Regions from separate parts of the Ovis aries genome. Here region 1 is linked to region 2. A link is a contact called in public Hi-C data. All regions are on one chromosome and are shown on one strand. The core of a region is the stretch at or near the end of the contact, and the rest is flanking DNA. Distances in the headings are between cores, read along the strand shown.

Region 1 (3,023 bases), core at 262-2,761, 340 kb after region 2:
GACTCTTGAGAGTCCCCTGGACTGCAAGGAGATCCAACCAGTCCATTCTGAAAGAGATCAGCCCTGGGATTTCTTTGGAAGGAATGATGCTAAAGCTGAAACTCCAGTACTTTGGCCACCTCATGGGAAAAGTTGACTCATTGGAAAAGACTCTGATGGTGAGAGGGATTGGGGGCAGGAGGAGAAGGGGACGATAGAGGATGAGATGGCTGGAGGGCATCACTGACTCGATGGATGTGAGTCTGAGTGAACTCCAGGAGTTGGTGATGGACAGGGAGGCCTGGCATGCTGCAATTCATGGGGTCGCAAACAGTCGGACACGACTGAGCGACTGAAATGAACTGAACTGATACATGTTTTGGTTTCCTCTTTTTTTTAATATTTGTTTTACAGGTTTTCTTGCTAAATTAATATTTTTTCCTAATGAAATAGATATTTTAATGATAAATTTAATTAAAAAGTGAATCTTAGTTTTTAATGTAGTAAATATGATAGAAGCCTGGCGTGCTGCAGCTCATGGGGTCACAAAGAGTCGGACACAACTTAGCAAATGAACAACAACAAAGTATGATAGAACCCACATAAAGGAAAGGTCTTTGAGGAAATTCTGTGGCTGTCCAGTGGTTACATCCAGCGTTTTCACTGCCATGCACCTGGGTTCGATCCCTGGTTAGGGAACTAGGATGCCTGCCAACCTCACAGCACGGCAAAAAAAAAAAGAAAGAAAAGAAAGAAAGAAAGCTCTTTGAGTGTTCGATAACTTTTTAAGACTATAAAGAGGTCATAAGACCAAAATGATTGCAAACTGAGCGAGACTGTTTACTTACTTCTGTGCCTGCTCTTTAGTCTTCAGAACAGACCTGTAAGATAAAGCCTTTGCTCTCCAGCTTACAGAAGACACAAAAGAGGTTCAGAGAAAACCCTCACTTCTAAGAAGAGGCAGATCTGGGATTGGACATGCTCGCGTTCTCTATTCCACCCACTTTTCTGCAGTATCTGCTGACATCCATTGTGGCAAAAGGAAGTCTTATGGAAGAGAAAGAAACCCACAACGTTTAGCAATTTTGCAAGAGGCAAACTTCACTCTCAAGAGATTTCTGAAAAATATGTTGTGTATTATTTTTTCTCAAGAGAAAGAAACAAACTTAGTTCAAAGTGACCTCTCTTCACCCTTGACTGGGCACTCGTTGCGTCTGAACTGGGCAGGGTCCTGTGACTGAGACGCGAGCTCACCGTGTCTGCACAGCGCCCTCTGGCGGCCTGCCTCCGCTCCAGCACCGCTTGGTGTTGAGGCGGCCTTAGACCCAGGTTCCCGCTTCAGGTGAGAGCCCGCAGGGACCCCCGGAATCTTCCAAGGGATGGGAATTCTTCCAGTAGCAACCAGACTTTTATACGAATATGAAAGGCAGCCTTCAGCATTGAACCCCGCCCTTGGGGCCGCTCCTGGTTTGCAGGTCCATTTTTCTGCCCGTTTTCCACATCCAGAGCTCAGAACACCCACAGAGGACGGCCTTCTCTCTAGTGACTTGAGGGGGAAGCCTGGCATAAGCTCTGGGCCCACACAAACCTACGTTTGAATCCAGGCCCTCCGACCTGTAGCTTGGCAAGTTACTTAATCTCTCCGAGCCCTACGCTTCTCATTTTAAAAATGGAGATGTTAATATTTCCCTTGCAGTGTTGTGAGCCTGAAGGGGGACAGTTCAGATGTGCTTGACAAGGGGGTGAAAACTGCTGATCTCGGGCTCCCTACTTCTGCTCTGGGCTGCCAGGGAAGCTGACCTTGAGTTCCATGAAACTTCAGCACACCCTGGTGGCCCTGTGGCGGTAGATTCAGCTCCCACCAGTGGCAGGGATTTGTGTAGCTCTCAGGATATAAAGTGAAATAAGGTAGATTTAATGCAGTACCTTCTAATCTTTTCACAAACATCACACAGCTCATTCTTCTCTTAAAAGACTTTTTTTAAAAAAAGTTTTGTTTTGTTTTTTAGCAACGCTATTTGGCTTGCAAGATCTTAGTTCCCCGACCAGGGATCAAACCTGTGCCCCCTGCAATGGAAGTGTGGAATCCTAAGCACTGCACCACCAGGGAACTCCCAAGATTTTAGTTTATTTTTCAAAGGTTTTTGTTTTTTTTTTTAATGTGAACTATTTTTCAAGTCTTTATCGAATTTGTTGCAATATTCCTTTTGTTTTTTTTTTTTTGTTTTTTTTTTGGCCAGGAGGCAGATGCGATCTTAGCTCCCCACACCGCTTGCACTGGAAGATGAAGTCTTAACCTACTGTGAACGATGTTGGATTCATGATCTCCGAAGAAGATTTAGCTTCAGGACCAGAGACCAGACCTGACCACTCAGGGCTCCTGTGTGGGAAAAGCTTCGTTACAGTGAAAAGGGACAGAGAATGCTTCTGATACAGACGTCAGAGGGCGGAGAGTGCCTCACCCGCTAGTCTTAGCAAGGGAGCTATATACTTTTTAAATTAGTTATTAAAATAAACAACAGACTGGTTCCAAATAGGGAAAGGAGTACGTCAAGGCTGTATATCGTCACCCTGCTTATTTAACTTCTATGCAGAGTACATCATGAGAAACGCTGGGCTGGATGAAGCACAAGCTGGAATCAAGATTGCTGGGAGAAACATCAATAACCTCAGATATGCAGATGACACCACCCTTATGGCAGAAAGCGAGAAACTAAAGAGCCTCTTGATGACAGTGAAAGAGGAGAGTGAAAAAGTTGGCTTAAAGCTCAACATTCAGAAAATTAAGATCATGGCATCTGGTCCTATCACTTCCTGGCAAATAGATGGGGAAACAGTGGAAGTAGTGACAGACTTTATTTTGGGGGGCTCCAAAATCACTGCAGTTGGTGATTGCAGCCATGAAATTAAAAGACGCTTACTCCTTGGGAGAACAGTTATGACCAACCTAGACAGCATATTAAAAAAGCAGAGACATTACTTTGCCAACAAAGGTCTGTCTAGTCAAGGCTGTGGTTTTTCCAGTAAGTCATGTATGGATGTGA
Region 2 (3,086 bases), core at 115-2,614:
TTCATTTTTTCAAATGATATTGGTGGAATGAATGGACATGTTAACTTTGAAAAATACCATTTATACACATAATTAAATCTGAGTTGTAGTAATTGACTTCCTCACTGTTTTTCGTCTTTGTTTCTAAGAGGGGTGGACATCAGTTAATGAGTAGTTGTCTTAATATGGTGGCTGTTTTCACTGCTCTATGGCTCTATCTTCTTGGGTGGATCATTTTTTGGGCCTTTGACTCAGTAAAGCAGAGAGCTTGACTAGAAACTAAATTCCAGGTCAGTTATGTATTACAGGTTCAGGAAGTGAAGACTGTAATTCATTTCTTTGTGTGAATTAATCCTGCTTATTGTCAGTAGCTGATCAATGTGTGATCAGGAGATAAAGAAATTGTGGTAGGACCAATATTCTCACCTTAAAACTTTTTACTAGGGGGAAAAATGAGAAAGTCAAAAAGTCAAAAGTCATTCTATCCTATGCTGGGTTATGACTATTGATGCTGCTTTTAAAAAATATATACATTTAATGTTAAATTAGTGCTGGCCATTGTACTAGGTTCTTGGGGGTTCAGCAGTGTACTTAGTGTGATTATGCCTTCAAAATCTTACAAACTAGTTGAGATAGGGACAATTGAACAATCTAGTAAACTGAACTTGAGTTTAGTTAGGTGCTTAAATAGTCCTAACCACTGAATTCTGTAGAAGTTCTTAGCTCCAAGTACTCATCTCTTGGGCAGAAGACTAGAGGAATCTGAATTTGCCAAGAACATATTTTTCTGGGAGTAGAGTCAACTCTTTCCCCACAAAGGCATTGTGTAACTGGATGGCTAATTCAGTTGGTGTTTACCTCTGCATGTTGAATCAAAAATATGATCGAGCACAAGTGAAGTTAGCATTTGTATTCTTCTTGGCTGTGCTACTCTTGCCTTCTGATTCTTGAGAGCACATCAAGAATTTCGTTAGCACTCACTGCTGTCAGCTGATATTATGCAAGCGAGAGGGAGGATTTTCTGGCATATTAGCATGTTATTTCTTTTGTTCTTACATATAACCCTGGTAAGGAAATCCAGGAGGGGAAGATATAAAGGCAGGCCTTAGCCTCTCTACTCCTGTAATACATTTAACTTGTAACTTTATTGCTAATCACTCATTACAGTCTCATGAATCTGGTGTAAGGATGTATCCTTTTGACCCTGAGATAAAGAGCGTGTTTACTATGGCTTATTTCCATCATTTTCATGGTTGATATATTAAAAAGTAAAGATAAGAGAGAGTAGTGTTTTTAACTTTTAAAATTTCAGGTTAAATTCATGCTAGTTATGTTAACCTACTTTTCAGTAAGATAACCTACTTTTCAGATGTTTCTAAGATGATTTATGTTACCACTTGGGGGAGCTCTTTTATAAGTTAGTGCATCGTAAAAGAGCAAGTGTTGGATTGGCCAGAAACTTTGTTCGGTATTTTCCATAAACTATCATGGGGAAAAAGACTCAACAAACTTTTTGGTTAACCCAGTAGAAGTCATATCACTAACTCAGGGTTACCAGTTGGGTGGTTTAAGTAAACTAAACTAAATGATAGCTTAAATGAGTAGTCTCTTAAGTGTTGATTATAGATTTTCATTTAAACTGTAGTATATGTAATTAAAGTTTTACTATTTTAAAAATTTTTCTCAAGAATATTCATAATTTTTCCTCTCACCTGTTTTATATAACTTTAGTACTTTTTAATTGACTTGCTTTCCCCTCTATTTTATAATTGTAGGTAATTTAGAAAATATACCTAGGATTAATGAAAACCATTTGTAATCCTACCACCTAGAGATAATAGTTAACATTTTGATATATTTTTGCCTATCCTTTCTTTTAAAATTTTTCAACAAATTGGAGTCAAACACAGAATTTTGTATTCTGATGTTTTTTTTTTCTTTTAATGTGTCTGTTTTTTTCCCCATGTCCTTATAATCTTTGAAATGTTTTCTAAGAGTCTTATGTAGCTCCTGATACAGCTCTATCATAATTTATTTAACTGTTCTATTTAAAAATATTTAAATGTTTCCCACTATTTTTGCTGTTGTAAGTAATTCTTTGAACATTTATTATACTAAATCTTAGTAATTATTTTCATTGGATAAATTCATAGAGATAAAACTGAACTCTTAAGGCTCTTGATGCAAATTAGCAAAATGTCCTTCAATTAACACTCTTCTGAGGTTCTTATATTCAAAATATGTTTATTGAAAATTACTGTCTTTTTCTTTTGCAAAATGCTTTTTCTTATCCTTTCCTCATTTTTTTCCTTCTTTCATTTATTTTTTTGTGATTCTTTTGGCTGAGTAAAACTTGCTTTTCCTCTGTTTTAATGGTTTCAAAGGTGCTATTCCTAGGCCATTACATAATTCTCAACTAAATTTTTGAGGAAACAATTCAGTTACAAATTTTGGGTTGTAATTGCCTTTGGAAAATAGGGCCTATATCTTGAGACAGCAGTGAGGGCTGGAAAGCAAGATGAGTCACGTGAAACATCTGTATCGAGGAGTTGGGGCTGCTGTAGAAGTGGATGAAGCTACAGACGGCAGAAGGAAAAAGAAGGTGGTGGGGAAAAGTCTTTGGAATTAGGAAACTCAGAAGAAGTTGATAGAGATAAAAAAGAGAATGAGGATGTTAACTGTGTTTGAAAAGCTAAGGAGAAAAGTTTCATTACAGTGGTGTCAGATGTTGTATAGAGGTCTTTGTAGATGAAACCAAAGAAAAGTCTATTCAGTTTAGAGAGAGATCTCTCGAGACTTAGACAATAGCCTCAGTAGAATAGCGCTTATATAGTAGAAGTATGTGTTCAGTGGATGCAGTAGGTGTGTACTGGGAGAGTGTATCTGGTGAGTGTGTGTGTGAATAGTGAGAGGTGTGTATGTGTGGTTCATGTGGTTCTAACAGTAGCTTGATAAAGTCCAGGGATAGAAGGATAGCTTTTTTTTAAATTTTTTAAGTGATGTAAGCTTGTTTGTGGGGCTTCCCTGGTAGCTTGACTGGTAGAGAATCTGACTGCAATGCAGGAGACCTCGGTTCAATTCCTGGGTCGGAAAGATCCCTGGGGAAG

What was found. A called contact is a pair of places that touch in the nucleus more often than the background predicts.
Region 1: a contact with region 2 is called in a Hi-C map of liver, with 9 times the contacts expected there. The contact joins two enhancer-like sites. A contact is called at or near these places in 6 of 16 Hi-C or Micro-C datasets (blood, hypothalamus, liver and 1 more).

What each region holds. Positions count from the first base shown.
Region 1 is chr10:18,814,785-18,817,807 of ARS-UI_Ramb_v3.0, forward strand. No RefSeq gene overlaps it. Among named protein-coding and RNA genes, the nearest start is that of TRNAC-GCA, 7.1 kb to the right of the region's middle. Within about 2 kb of position 1,512, at least 3 of the 54 cell types and tissues checked have an H3K27ac peak or open chromatin away from gene starts, as enhancers often do. A contact at or near this core is called in liver, where this site is marked.
Region 2 is chr10:18,477,942-18,481,027 of ARS-UI_Ramb_v3.0, forward strand. The region is part of intron 2 of RB1 (RB transcriptional corepressor 1); the gene reads left to right. Among named protein-coding and RNA genes, the nearest start is that of RB1, 20 kb to the left of the region's middle. Within about 2 kb of position 1,365, at least 11 of the 54 cell types and tissues checked have an H3K27ac peak or open chromatin away from gene starts, as enhancers often do. A contact at or near this core is called in liver, where this site is marked.